Regions from separate parts of the Mus musculus genome. Here all the other regions are linked to region 3. A link is a contact called in public HiChIP or PLAC-seq data. All regions are on one chromosome and are shown on one strand. The core of a region is the stretch at or near the end of the contact, and the rest is flanking DNA. Distances in the headings are between cores, read along the strand shown. Region 1 has its middle 54 kb from the start of Ccnd1. Region 2 has its middle 24 kb from the start of Ccnd1. Region 3 holds the start of Tpcn2 (two pore segment channel 2).

Region 1 (4,817 bases), core at 669-3,168, 290 kb after region 3:
AAACTGGCTGGGACCTTTGCCACCCACCAGGGTGTCTCTGCCTATCTTACAAGGTTAGTGCTTGCAATGCCAGCGAGCCATGTACTGTGCCACCACCAGGCATCCCTGGGTCTCCAGAGAACCCAAACATATTTGCAGCAGGAGAGAAGATGGCTCCTGCTGACCTCAGGGCCCATCAGTTAACAGAGGAAACCGAGGCAGGAAGGATGTGAGCTCAAGCCCCAGGCTTGGCATCTTTGTCCTCCTTGCCAGCACCAGTGTGTAAGTGCCTCTGTGGAGGAGGGGGCATTGGGGGACGGAGGTAGAGGAAAATCCAGACACTACTAGGATCTGGCTTCAAGTGTCAGAGCCGGCTCAAATTGCCTAGGGCCTAGAGGATACACCTCTCACGGAGGCTTCCGGCATAGCAGGCTCCAGAACCCTCTGTTCCTTTCCACCTCCTTGAGATGGGGTCATTCCCATGAAGAATCCCCCTCCTTCTTATCTTTAGGTCTAAGCATCCCCTCCACTCCCAAGAGTTTGAATCTTAGTCCTGATAGATAGTCCGTGACTCTTGTTAGTAATGGCTGGTGGCAGGCATCTACTTCTAAACATAGAGGTTCAGTGAGAGTCACTGAACTTAAACAAGCCCACCTGCAAGGTGCTATGGCCAGAAACTTTGAGACATGTTGAACAAGCCAACATTGTGGCTGTCCATAGTTGCAGGCATGTCTGGAGGGAAGGCGGGTCAGCAAGGGGACATTCGAGAATGATGGTAAGGTAGAGATGGTCTCAAGTCCCCCCACCTGGGTACTAGTCCTGATTTCCTCCCAGATGGACTGTGTGGACGGGAGGCACTTTATTTGTCAATTCAGAATTGGGACAACACAACTTCAAACTGAAGGCTGTGCAGGGTTTGGATGAGAGTGTGAACTCTCAGCCACGGGGTGTGATGCCAGCTGAGAGCCCATACAGTGCTGCCAAGTGTCAGCTCAAAGCCCTCCCTGCCTCTGGGATGCCAACCGGGGATCATCTCTTCTAGGTGGATCTGCAGCTCTGAGGAGGACTACAGCTACCTCAGGCTTCTATGGCTGGCTAAGGAAACCAATGGAACCAATTCCCATCTGCAGCCAAAGAGTGGCTTGCCATCGGCCTGTAGTCATGGTAACACTGGAGACTGCCTCAAGCTAGCTCCCCATCAGACAGGTACCCTAGAGTCCTAAAGGTCAAAATTACAGGACACCAGCTAGCATCATCTGAACGCTGACAGGCTAAATGTGGGCATGGAAATATGAAGTAGAATAGGACCAATAAAGGGAAAGTAGTCAACCCTAATTGAAGAGGGGAAGGACCCTCAGCCCACCAACAGTGGCTCAGTATCAGGTCTGAGGGCCTTTCTCTGCAGATACTTGTGAAAATATTTCCTACAGTTCCTGGGTCCCTTCAGGCCACTTGCCACTTCAGAGAGCTTCATAGTAAGAGTTCTACATACCCCTAACGCTAGGAGGGGGCACTCGGTTCTGGCTCTATCTGTGCCAGATGGCTTGGGCCCATCTGAGTGGCAGCCACCTGGGCTTGCATTCTCTCTGATGGAGTCCTATGTGTGACAAACTTCCTGAGCTCCACAGGACATTACACTCTGCAGTCAGAGTCCCTTGGTCTTGGGAAGATGGCAGAGAACAGCAGGTGACTTGCATTTGTCTGGTGTTTCTGTCTGTCCCTCATGTGTGGCCTCGGCTGGACACCAGGATCTGCCATCATCAGTCCCCTCTGTGTCAGGATCCAGCACAAAGCCCTGGACCAGGGTTTTATAGAGAGAGGCCTATGAGACTCAGCCTGAGGTCGCCCCTGTATGGCTCTCTGCACAGTGCTCAGGAGTTCTTACTGAGCCTGGGGCAATTCAGCATCCCAGAACCGGCACAGGAAGAGCCACCCAGCCGAGCATGAGTCACTGTGGTCCTTGCTCATTGACACTAATCCAACCAACAGGATATAATATGTGGGCCTTGCATTATACCTGTGGCAGGGCATTGTGCAACCTCTCTGGGCTCCCAGGACACAGCACTTCATACTGGGTGACTATCATTCCCTGGGGTACATGACAGGACTATTGATAGCTCTGGATGGCAAAAGCTGAAACATGCCCACACACTGTCCGGAGCCCAGGACAGTCCTATAGCTCTAAATGCTCAAGCTTTGACTTTACCATAGCAGCATGTACATGCAAAGGTTGGGAAGCAGAGGGACCTTCCTGTGCAGCTCAGTGGCCCTGGCCAAGCTGAGGCCAAGATCTTTGAAAAAAAATAAAATGTGCTGTACAGGAGCCCTCCTGACTCTGCTTCCATAGTGAGGCTTAGGGAGACGATCTACTTGGCCTGGTAGGGTAGCATCTCTGTCCAACCAATCATGATGTCAGGCAGCCATCAGGGAGCTAATGGCCTGAGTTTTCTTCACATCCCCTTGACTCTTGCCACCACCATCATCAAGCCCAGTCCAGATTCCTATGAATGTGACAGCCCAGTGACCAGCGGTGGCACTCTCTGCCTTCCAAGACCCCACTCTAGGCAGTTGCCCAACAGTCTCAGGATGCACATTCACACATGGGACCATTTTTTGAATTCTTTGGGAGTGAGAGCAGCCAGGCATCAACAGAGCCCTGTTCACAGGCCAGGCTGGCAACGAGAGAGGGAAGCTATTGTGCAGGCCCCACTACACACTGTAGAACAGTGCCAGCCAACCAGACTGCGGGGCAGAGCTTCAGAGGAGGGCCATCCCATAGATGACGAGGATCCCAACTCCAGAGGCTAGACCCTGCCTCTAGATAGCAACTGTCCCAGAAGGGAGACCATGGGGCAGCCATCTTTCCCCACAGAACAATGAGGTTGGAACAGCTTCATAACAGGCAGGCTGCTTTGACTGGGCAGAGGCAATTGAGGCCCCAGGCCAAATGAAACTCCCCATGCAGGCTTGGAGTCTCAGTCCCAAGATGCCATCTAGGTGGTACTAATGCAGACATAGCTAGAGGAGGCCCAGGCCCACTCTGTTCCATCTGGGCAGCAGCCTATGGTTCCCCTCGCCTCTGAGTCACACCTTCATCAAAACCTAGAAATCCCACACGCCCTAGCCAGAAGAGCAGCATGCACACTGTGAGCCCTTGAGTAGTGAGTGAAAGGGTGACTGAAAGAATAAAGATAAGCAAGAGGAAATGGATGGAGAAGGAGGGCATTGAGCTGGGGAGGGGCTTAGTTGGTAATTGATTCCTACACAAGCATGAGGTCCCGAATTTGGATGCCCAACACCCACATGAAAGGCAGGCAGAGCAATGTGCACCTGCTATCCCATTGCTGGGGAGTCGGAGGTAAGTGGGTTCCTGGGGCTCACTGTGCAGAGAGTCAAACTGAATAGGTGAGACCTAGGATCCGAGAGAGACCTGGTCTCAGAAAATGAGGAAGACACCCGAGACTGACCTCTGACTATGCATGCACAGGTATAAACATACATACAAAGATACACACAGGCAAGGAGGAGTGTATAGTTATAAGCATTAGGTGCATGCATTAGATTTGAGGGGTGTGGAAGACCCTAGGCCCTACTTGAGTCATGTCCTCAACCAAATAAATAAGGGGATTCCTGATCACCCAGCAAAGCCAGGGCTCCAGGATCTTCCTCTATGTGCAAGAGAGGTACAGATTGGTACACATATCCATTGACCCAAAGAACACTCAACCCTGGCTGCTGGACATGGTATTGAGCCAAGATGGGCCTGATTCCCGTGCATTCCAAAATCCCCTACGAATTTGGAAAGCACCGGAACCCGGGGACTTTTCCAGAGTGTAGTTCATTCTGCCAATGAGAAAGACTACCATTACATCTGAGTGGTCCGAGAACTGCCAAAGCATGATGACCCACCCAGCAGAGAGGCTCTCCCGCTGTCCATGTAGCCACTGCCTCCTAGGCCTGGCCCAGCATCCCCAAGTGCAGCAGCACACACAAACAGGGTTCCACTTTATAACCTGAAATATCACTTGCCATCCAAGTAGCCCTTACAGGTGCCCCCCCCCCGCATGTTGGCAGCTGCAGCTGCTGGAGAGGGGATACCCACTTGTACCTACTGGGGGAAGGAGCCAGGGTCACATACATGGCCATGAAAACCTCTGCACTTGTCACTAATTAGAAAACTTAGCTGACAGAATTAGTTGCTTTTCTATTGCTATACAAAAACCACTACTAAAGCAACTCATGGAAAGAAGAGTTTACTTGGGCTTATGGTTTCAGGGTTTGGGGCCCATAATAATGACACAGCATGGCAGCAGGTGGCAGTCATGACAGATGGAACAGCTGAGCTCACTTGTCAAACTGTGAGAAGAAAGTAGAAAGAGAGAGTGAAAGTAGAGAGAGAGTGTGAACTGGGAATGGTGACTGACTGAAACCTCAAAGTCTGCCCCTAGTGACACACTTCCCCCAGTGACACACTTCCCTCAGTGACACACTGCCCCTAGTGACACACTACCCCCAGTGACACACTTCTTCCTGTAAGTCCACACCTCTCAAGCCTCTCCAAAAAGCTGCCAACCAGGGACCAGGTATTCAAATGTCAGAGCCTTTGGTGGGCATTGATCATTCTAAACACCATACGACATCATTCACAGGTAAACTCCCTGGGGCCGTCTAAAAGACTGGAGTTTAGAGATCAAACCCAGGAGACTTAAGCAATATCTACATCTGAGTAGCTTCTGCCATCTGCCCTCACCTCCTAATAAAGCAGTCAGATTAGAACTCAGCACGGGTGAAGATAAACCCTCAGACACAGTAAGAGATGTACCCACTTGTCCATGCCC
Region 2 (4,566 bases), core at 836-3,335, 320 kb after region 3:
TGACGACAAAGCTGGGAATGTAGTTCAATTAGTAGAGTTCTTTCCAGGCATTCACGAAGACCTCAGCATTGTCACACCCCAGTGCCCCAGTCCATGTGTGTGTGCTGGAAATGTCCACTCCAGCTTCCTCCCCACCCCACGTTTACAGCCTGAAGACTGTTCCTCCCAAGATAAGCTAAAGCAGCCTTCTTGTTCACCTGTATAGAATAACCTTGCCTTCTCGTTCTTCTGTATGTGATAACCCCACCTTCTCCTTCAACCGTACAAAATAAATGCACTGAGCTTCCAGGTGCCCCAGCCTCCTCATCTGAGAGCCCTGACCAAGGGCTCCCAGGTCCCTGTGTTTGTTCTCTCTTCATACCCCTTGGTGCCTAGTGTCAGTCCCCGGGGCTATGCAAGACATGGCAGTGCCTCCCAGCACTAGGAGAGTAGAGCAAGGAGAGTTGGAAGTTCAAAGTCATCCTTGGATACATAAAAAGTTTGAAGCCAGCCTGGGGTATATGAGATCCTGTGCCATAATACTCATATAATAAGATAATGTACACAGAGTCAAAGTTCAACATCATTGAGCAGACAGGCATGTGCCAGTTCCTGGATTCAATTCCCCCAATAGAACACACATGAACTCTAGAATGGAGCGGAGACAGGGTCCTGTGCTTCTATGAGAGGAAGTCAAATACTGTAACTGATGGTGGCCATTTGTCATCTCTGGGTGGACACTCAATCACACACTCACATGACACACACCTCCACCACTCCATTCCCTGATGTCAACCCCCAGCACATGCTACACAAGGTAGATCATGATACAGCCCTGGCTTGCATGGGAGAAGCCTGGCCTGCGGCCTGGATGGGGGTTGGGGCACTGTCTGGAGAGTTCCCAACCCCTGCTGCCCATCACTAGGGGTTCCCAAACCTCACTCTCTGCTTAGGAGTCAAAGCGTTTTCTCGCTGCAGTGTGAGTCCTTTCCCCGGCCTGAAGAGTCTCACCGCCACCACAGAGAGCCCCTGGCTTCCATCCTGGACATCGGCCCTGTGCCCTGTCCCTGGATGTCATAGACCCTGTTCGACGTCCAGTCCTCTCAGCGCACCTTCTCCTTCCCACTGGGATCCTGTGCTATTTCCCTGACCCCCCAGCAGGCTGGTTCACATGCCCTCTGTGTCCCTCAGTGCCTGACCCCCAGGGAGCCCTCTGAATCATTATCTTATATCCTTGGTGGCTTCCTCACAGCTCATACTGGTCACCATGGGGGTGGCAGTGGCTGTCTGGATATTACCAGGGCTTTGGGCTGAGATTTCCCAGACTCCCTTCTTTCTGTGACCTCCTGACACAGCTATCTCTACTGCTGTGGTTCCCCCCTAGCCTCCTCCTCAGCCCCACAAGAGCATTTCCTAGCAGGCTTCAGGCCATGACACAAGGAAGGTCCATTTTAATGGCACCTACACAGGCCTGCCATCTTTGTCTTCTCGGAATAGACTTTCAGTGATGGGAGGCAGGGCCTGCCAACCCCTCTCATCCTCCGAGACACCACCAGGCTCTATTTTATGGGTCTGAAACCTTTGGCCTGATAGTTTGCTTTGTTTCAAAAAACTGCTTGCCAAACTATGTATGGGTGATTCCACATGAGAGGACCCGCCTTGCCCCTCCCTGTGGCTATCAGGCTGGGTTGGCACAAGGCCCTCCGAGACCTGGCCTCACCCAGGGTTGGGAGCTAACAGAAGTCTTACAAAAAGGCTTGATCTCCAGATGACAAGTTCACAGTTTCCTCCCAGGGCCCCTCAAAGTGGCAAAACCACAGCTGGATAGGAAAGGGATCCTGAGACTCAAAACAGTGCAGACATCTCCCTCCCTTCGTGGAGGGACCAACCAACCCTTCATGGAGGAACCCAACCAACAATGGTGCAAGGCCCAAACAACCTGAGAAAGACTCTGGCTTCCCCAGCAGCTGCTCAGGAAATGAATTTTAACCTGCAGGGTTCCTTGTGTCTCTAGTAAGTTTTCAGCTGATAGGAGTTCTCACAGTCCCAGCCTCTTTTCCCCCTCATTTCCTATGAAGAGCTTGTTGAAACTGGAACACTGAAGAGCTGAGTCAAATTCTCAAGTTAGCTCTGGATATTCAAAGGGCATGTTCAAGTTCTTCGCATGACCCAAGACTGAATCATCCTCACTTTGGCCTCTGCCCAGTACAGTAAACTTGCATACTGTGAAATTTAAAAAAAAAAATTCTGTAACAAGTTCTACATGCTAGAGAGATTTTAGCTGACCAGTGAGATATTTAAGGATCTGTAATATATAAAGAGCTCTTGAAAAGCATGACAAAAGGTTATGTTATAACAATATATTATGTAATAATATATTGAAAAATAATATATTAACTTATACACACACTCACACATACACACACACACACACACACATATATGGAGAGAGAGAGCAACTTCAGCACTAATTAAAGAACACAAATTGAAATGTCCCAAGGACTTTTGCTTTTGGTTTTGATTTATCTATCAGATTGGCAAAGACATAAAAAGTTGGCATCATTGGTATCACTGATGGCTAGCAAGAACTTATATGGGCTCAGCAGGAGGGGTGGAGACCAGGTGGATAGGCTGATCAGAGTCTAAATCTCAGACCCTCTGTGATAACAGTTACTTACAAAGAGATAAGCTCATAAAAAAACAAAATGAACAAGGGCGTAAAGGAAGAAAGGATGGGTATTTATCCCCACACTCTTCCTAACAGTAAAGTTTAAAGCTGGGTGTGGTGGCACACACCTGCAGTCCCAGCCATTGGTAGATTGAGGAAGGGGAATCAGGGGTTCAAAGCCAGCCTCTGCTACAGAGTTCAAAGAAGATTTGGAGTGTGTCTGTGTGTGTGTTTGTGTGTGTGTCTGTGTGTGTGTGTGTGTATGTGTGTGTGTGTGTGTGTGTGAGAGAGAGAGAGAGAGAGAGAGAGAGAGAGAGAGAAAGAGAGAGAATGTGAGGGGATTAAAAACACCTTCGTTGCCCTCCAAGCCCAGAGGGATCCACAGACACTGCTTTAAATAGTTCTCATTTCCCGTTCAAAGCTCTTTCAGGCATAGATGAGACAAAAGAATATTTTTTTATTTTATTTATGGGGAGGGGGTTGGACCATGTGCTGTGATGTGTGGCGGTCAGAGGGCAAGTTGTGTGGGCTGATTCTCTCCTTCCACCATGTGGATTCCAGGGATAGAATGTGGGGTCTTAGGTTAGGTGGCAAACACCTTTACCAGTTGAGCCATCTCCCCTATCCTGGCAAAAAAGTAAGATAATTTTATAAACAAAGTGCAACATTGATCTCCAAACTTGACAAAAACTTTAGATAAATTGTTCAATGATTTATCTTATTTGTGATTGTGTATACGAGTGTATGGGTGTGTGCACATGAGCAGAGGTGCCCTCAGAGACCAGAGTGTGGGATCCCCTGGAGCTGGTGTTTCAGGCAATTGTGAGTGGCCAGAATTGTACGTCAGAACCCAACTCCCGTCCTTTGGAAGAACAGCAAGCACTCTTAAATACTGCTGACTTATCTGCAGCCCAAGACATATCTCTTTTTTCTGAATCTCAAAAGAGAAATTCAAATAAAATATAAGCAGGTTGAATTAAGATGCCCAGGAAAACTGAGCAGGCTTCAAAGCACCAAGGAGCTTGTGACTCGAGTGCACCAAAGGTTTGCTCCAGGATGGTCAAAGTTTCGATAATGGGGATAGCATTTCGCAGAATCCCTGGGAGACCAATGAAGAGACAGAGATGACTCTGAGGTAACCACCCAGCCTCATGCATACTATGTTAAAGGTTGAAATGTTGGCCGGGCGTGGTGGCGCATGCCTTTAATCCCAGCACTCGGGAGGCAGAGGCAGGCGGATTTCTGAGTTCGAGGCCGGCCTGGTCTACAAAGTGAGGTCCAGGACAGCCAGGGCTATACAGAGAAACCCTATCTTGAAAAACCAAAAAAAAAAAAAAAGGTTGAAATGTCAAAGGTGCCACCCCTGAAGTAGCAACAAGCCTTGACACCACTGTCATCCACCTCCATTAGAGGTGGTAGCAAATGCAATCAGACAAGACCAAGAAAGAAGATAAGACCTGGTGTGTGGGGCCATGTAGTGATGGCTCTGTAAGAGTTCTGGCTGCTCTTACAGAGGATCCAGGTTCGTTCAGTTCCCAGCACCCACATGGTAGCTCACATCTGCCTGTAGCTCCAGCCCTCAGGGAACTGACGCCCTCTTCTGACCTTTGAGGCACTGTGTTCAAGTGCACAAGGCCTCACACACAGACTCACCATTTTAAAAATTTAAAAGATTAGTACCATGGGACTGTCTCTGACCTGCCAGCTCCTGAATAATGAATGGCACAGAGACTTATATTTATTCAGGTAGCTCCAGCCTTAGCTCCAGCCATTTCCTTGACTTGCTCATATAATCTAATTAACCCGTTTATTGTAATCTAAACTCTGCCATGTGCGTCGCTTGCCATGTGTGTTGCTTTCCTCTGTCTCTGGCTGGGGAATCTCCCGTCTCTGACTCTTTCCCCAGAGTTTCTCTCTCT
Region 3 (5,031 bases), core at 1,845-4,344:
AGAATAGAGTCGTAGATCTTTGTGTAAACAAAGCGATTACCAGGTGGGAGGATTGAAATATTTGCATAAAAGTCTTACAAGGTGGGGTAGATAAAAAGATTTTAATTCCTTGTCTTTTGTTTTGTTTTTCTGAGTTTCTGGGTTTGTCTGCATAGCTGCCCTGGCTGTCCTGGAACTCACCCTGTAGACCAGGCTGGCCTTGAACTCACAGAGCCTGAAGACTACAGGCTTCAGTTAACATGACTGACATCTAACTATCAGGCTTACTTAATGAAACCTTTTAAAAGTCCTGAACAATAGGCATAGACTCCTAGCTTAATCAAGAAACCTTGGAATAATCAGGAAGGGGCATATTCATGCGAGGCAAATGCTACACAGCCGAGCTACAGGGTCAGCCTCTTGTCTACTTTTTCTTTTTCTTTTCTTTTCTTTTTTTTTTTTTTTTTTTTAATTTGAGCACTGGTCCACCCTATCTATGGAAAATTTCATCTTTAAACTTTATGTTCTGTATCTGAGTATTTTGTTGGCATGCGTGTGCATCATGTGCCTAGTGCACCCAGAGATCAGACAGAGGCACTGGACCCTTGGAAGTGGGGTTACAAATCAAATGGTTGCCATAGGTGAGTGCTTGGATACCAGGTCCTTTGGAAGATCAAGTGCTCTTAGCCACGGAGACAACGCTCCAGCCCCCAGAAAATATGATCTCTAAAACGGAGTTAGATTTATTTATTATTTTGTATGCGTGTATGTGTGTGTGTGTGTGTATGTGAGTGTGTGTGTGTGTGTGTGTGTATGTGAGTGTGTGTGTGTGTGTGTGTGTGTGTAGTAGGGGTCAGGTGACCACTTTCAGGAGCTGGTTCTCTCCTTCTTCCACACGGAATATGGGTTCTGGGGGTGGGCTTTAGGTTTTCAGACTGATGGCAAGCGTCTTCACCTTCGAACTACCTCACTAGCCTGGGCTATATAAGACTTTTACCCATTGTGATCGTGCTTATATTAAATTAGATAGGTTTTTTTTTTAAATTACATACACACACACACACACACACACACACACACACACACACACACACGTCAAAATGAATAAATAAAATACATTTTAAAGAGACAGAGATTACCCTGAATCCAGGCAGGAGGATTGTAAATTGAGGCCAGCATGGGCTACTCAAGGGTCCAGTGTCTCTGTCTGATCTCTGGATGCACTAGGCACATGATGCACACGCATGCCGACAAAATACTCAGACACAGAACATAAAGTTTGAAATAAATAAATAGATAGATAAATAAATACTATAGAACTGTAAACTATTGTCAGTTTGAAAACAGCGTACCTAGTTTTAGTATCTCCAGATGAATGGGGCGTGAGACAAGGAGTAACCTCAGTACAGAACTGTGAGTGGCTCCACCCTGCTGTGCTGGCCTTGAACACGGTAAGCCTTAGGTCTTAGGTGGTGGCTTTTTGTTTGGTTGCCTTTTGTTTTTCCAAACAGGGTTTCTCTGTGTGTAGCCCATGCTGTCTTAGAACTCTAGACAAGGCTCAAACTTTTAGAGATCTGTCTGCCTCTGCCTCCTGAGTCCTGGGATTAAAGGCTCTGAGCCAGCACCACCCGGCTGATATATGTGCCTTAACTGCCTTCCCCAGGGGACAAACCTGTAGAGATGGGCAAAGGAGAGTCAGAGAGCAGGAAGTCTTGCGTCAAATGTGGAGGTGGTGCATTTGGAATCTGAGCATCCAATCTGTGCTTGCCAGCTGTGAAATGGGGGTGGGGGGGGAGGGATATAGTGATCCCAGGAGCTGGGAACCGTCTCAGGCACCCCAGGCACGCCTAGCAAGTGAGGAAGCATGGATCTCAGGCCAAGCTTCAAGAAAATTAACTCAGCCTGTCTCCTTGATGGGTCCACGGTGGGTTTTTTCCTCCATCTCTGAAGAATATCTCACAATGTGGCTGAAGACAGGGTTCAATGGTGAAATGTATTTGTCATGTAAATCTGAAAACCTGAGTTCAGTCCCTGGAACCGACTCCTGAAAGTTGTCCTCTGACCTTCAAGTACTATGTGGTATGTCTGAACCTGCCTGCACTTGTATATATACACAGACACGCACATACACATGAACACATACGTATACACACATAACAACAACAATAATAATAAAAGAAAAAATTAAAAAGATCCCAGTAGAGTGACCATACTCTGATTTCAGCCTTCTGAGGCCTCAAGAGATAGTCCTATCTTTGGACTTCTGATCTCCAGGCAACAGATTACAGCTCTCTCTCTCTCTCTCTCTCTCTCTCTCTCTCTCTCTCTCTCTCTCTCTCTCTCTCTCTCTCTCTCTCTCTCTCTCTCTCTCCTTCTCCTGGAATTAACTAGTAGTAGGCTGTTCCCAGACTGACATCAATCCTCAGGTCTCTGCTACCTGTAGTACTGGGATTCCATGTCTGTGCATCAACATACCCAGTTTCAAGCTTTAGTTTGTTTAATTTCTGGAGAAATTCAAGATTCATTTTTGTGGGGCATGACCTCTGTGGTCACTCCCTTGTTCACAGTACTCACATGCGTCAGAGTCACGCAAAATGCTTGCTTAAACACTTCTGGGCTTTGAGTCACACAAAATGCTTGCTTAAACACTTCTGGGCTTTGGGTGTAGCAGGGGTTGAGAGCTTGCCTGGCGTCTTATAAGGCTCTGGAAATAAAAAGCAAGCAAGCAAGCAAGCAAGCAAGCAAACTCAGTCAGTCAGTTACACATTCAGTCAGTCACTCAGACAGTCACTAAGTCAGTCAGTCAGTCAGTAAGTCCCTCAATCAATCAGTCAGTTATTCATTCATTCACTCAGTCAGTTATTCACTCACTCACTCACTCACTCACTCACTCACTCACTCACTCACTCACTCACTCACTCACCCACTCTCTCACAAGAAGAGATTCCTTCTGACATTCCTAGAGCTGGGACGGAATAGTAGTCATTTGCATTGATTGAAAAACTTCCTTGATAGCCTTAGCTTCTTTGCCTTCTGCCACTAGGTGCTGCAGAGAAGCGGAGCGCCACCCATTGGGGGAGGGGCTTGTTGCTTCCGCCTTCCAGAGGGATTTCTCCGTTCTCATTGGCTGTTGCTGGGAGTCATCACAGAGCTCCTCCTCCGGAACGCCTGGCTCTCGCGGCTGGGACCAGGTCCGGCCTGTTACATTGGTGGGATGGCGGCAGAAGAGCAGCCCCTTCTGGGCCGGGACCGAGGCAGTGGCCAGGTCCACTCCGGTGAGTGAGGTGTCACTTTCAGTTTTACTTTTCTTTTTTCCTTACTTTTTGAGACAGGGTCTCAAGTAGCCAGGCTGACCTTGAACTCCAGATCCTCTTGATTTGGCCTTCCAAGTGTTGGGGTTACAGCACCACTCTAGCTTCTTCCTCATTAGGGAGAAAAGCGTGCTCCAGCCCATGGTCCCCAGGCAGTGAGTGGCCGAACATCCTCTGAGAGCGACTTTGGAGCACTGCTTTGGCTGCTAAGGGCTGAAGCTGGTAACCTAAGGCCAGGGAGACTTCCTTCCTTGTTTTCTTAAGTGCTTCGGAGCCTTCTTTCCTTTTCCCTTCCTTGGTCAGGGACATTGCTGAGCCCAGGGAGAGTGGAGTTAGCCTCCCAGTCATCTCCAGAGGATGCTGGCTGACAGGCAGGAGGATATTCTTCTCATTTTCCAGATGAGCAAACCTAGGCAGAGAGAGGGGAGGGGGAGAGGGGAAGAGGGAGAGAGAGACAGAGTGAGTTGTGCCCTCCTCACCTCTGACCTACCTAAGGTCACAGCCCTGCCTTCTGGTGTGGTCACTGCCCTGTGTGTGCTGGTGGCCTGGTCATTCAAACTTCCCTTTCTGAACTTCCTTTCCTCCCTGTTTGGGAGCAGACTGGGTTGGCACACTGGCCCCTGTCTACCCATAGCCCGTGCCTTTTCACTGAAGAGTGAGGACATAGGGTCCGTAATAGGAGACGAGGAAGCTAGACACTGAGGTGACCACATGTCCACCTACTCCTCCCTCTCTGCTGAAACCACTCGTCAGGGACAGGGCATATGGTTCAGGGGACACATACTTGGTGTTAGGCATCTGGAACCTTTCTGGGGCTGCCAGTTGCTGAGTGTGGGTCTTCGTCGGGTTACTTAGCTGGAGTTTCAATACAAGGGGTAGTAACAGACTGGTGGGGTAGGGGACACATTTTGAGGATCCAAAGAGAGATTTTGTGGCATCCAGTGCGTGGGTCTTAACAGATGTCCATGATAGCAGTGCCATGCTGCTTCTAAGCCTTGTCCCTGCAGAGTGGACAAGCGACAGGTTTAGCTTTCTCTGTGGAGGCAAGACTCAATGCTGGGCATTGTCACACAAGAGACTCACTCTCTGGGAAGGCTGGGCAGTGTTGGATGAGAAACTCTGGAGGGTCTTTTTCCAAACACTGTGGTTTTGGGTAGGGCTGTTGAGAACCCAGACAACACTCTGTATTTGCATCTCCTAGACTGGGCTGTCTATGAGAATGAACCTTTCAGTCTCCAGGTCAGCATCCAGTGGGTGAGAATCTCCGCTCTGAGTTTGGCTGACCTGTGGTCAAACTCTCAGAGGGGGTAGATATTGCTGCAGGCCTGCCTTCCCAAGGATCCCAGGGGTCCCTACAGATGTGTCCTGCTAAACCAGGCCCACCTGACTGGCCCCTGTCAAAGGTTTCACAGAGTGGTTTTTATCTTGTTCCTGACTGCTGTAAAAGAGGGGGAGGCTGTTTATAGGCTTTGTGGGCTAACTGCAAAGTGGAGGACCGTCATCTGTGGGTACTGATGGGAAAATCGGGGAGGAACCTGTGCAGAAAGGTGAAGGACTTGTGCAAGGTCACACAGCATGCTGGATAGGGACGAGGAAGCTAGACACTGAGGTGACCACATGTCCACCCACTCCTCCCTCTCTGCTGAAACTAGAATGGCTGTGTGTAGAGAGAGAGGGGGGCAGAGCAGGTCTAGACCTGGCTGACAGGGAATAGAGGGTATCATGGGAGGACAGTGTCTGA

Evidence for each region. HiChIP or PLAC-seq counts read pairs in DNA pulled down with a chosen protein or histone mark.
Region 1: an HNF4G HiChIP or PLAC-seq map of pancreatic cancer cells shows a contact between it and region 3. The contact joins the enhancer-like site here to the promoter of Tpcn2 in region 3. A contact is called at or near these places in 1 of 39 promoter capture datasets (the 3T3-L1 cell line), 1 of 484 Hi-C or Micro-C datasets (bone marrow-derived macrophages), 3 of 115 datasets of contacts at active chromatin or transcription factors (embryonic hindbrain, microglia and pancreatic cancer cells) and 3 of 9 other capture datasets (adipose tissue, embryonic trunk and liver).
Region 2: a contact with region 3 is called in a FOXA1 HiChIP or PLAC-seq map of pancreatic cancer cells. The contact joins the enhancer-like site here to the promoter of Tpcn2 in region 3. A contact is called at or near these places in 2 of 39 promoter capture datasets (cranial neural crest and stem cell-derived epiblast-like cells), 1 of 484 Hi-C or Micro-C datasets (bone marrow-derived macrophages), 3 of 115 datasets of contacts at active chromatin or transcription factors (embryonic stem cells, pancreatic cancer cells and stem cell-derived neural progenitor cells) and 3 of 9 other capture datasets (adipose tissue, embryonic stem cells and liver).

Annotation. Positions count from the first base shown.
Region 1 is chr7:144,991,587-144,996,403 of GRCm38.p6, reverse strand. No RefSeq gene overlaps it. Among named protein-coding and RNA genes, the nearest start is that of Ccnd1, 54 kb to the right of the region's middle. Within about 2 kb of position 1,918, at least 37 of the 459 cell types and tissues checked have an H3K27ac peak or open chromatin away from gene starts, as enhancers often do. A contact at or near this core is called in pancreatic cancer cells, where this site is marked.
Region 2 is chr7:144,961,655-144,966,220 of GRCm38.p6, reverse strand. No RefSeq gene overlaps it. Among named protein-coding and RNA genes, the nearest start is that of Ccnd1, 24 kb to the right of the region's middle. Within about 2 kb of position 2,085, at least 51 of the 459 cell types and tissues checked have an H3K27ac peak or open chromatin away from gene starts, as enhancers often do. A contact at or near this core is called in bone marrow-derived macrophages and pancreatic cancer cells, where this site is marked.
Region 3 is chr7:145,282,074-145,287,104 of GRCm38.p6, reverse strand. Tpcn2 (two pore segment channel 2) reads left to right here and starts at 3,094. Exons shown (of 25, transcript NM_146206.5): 1 at 3,094-3,254. The coding sequence starts at 3,194.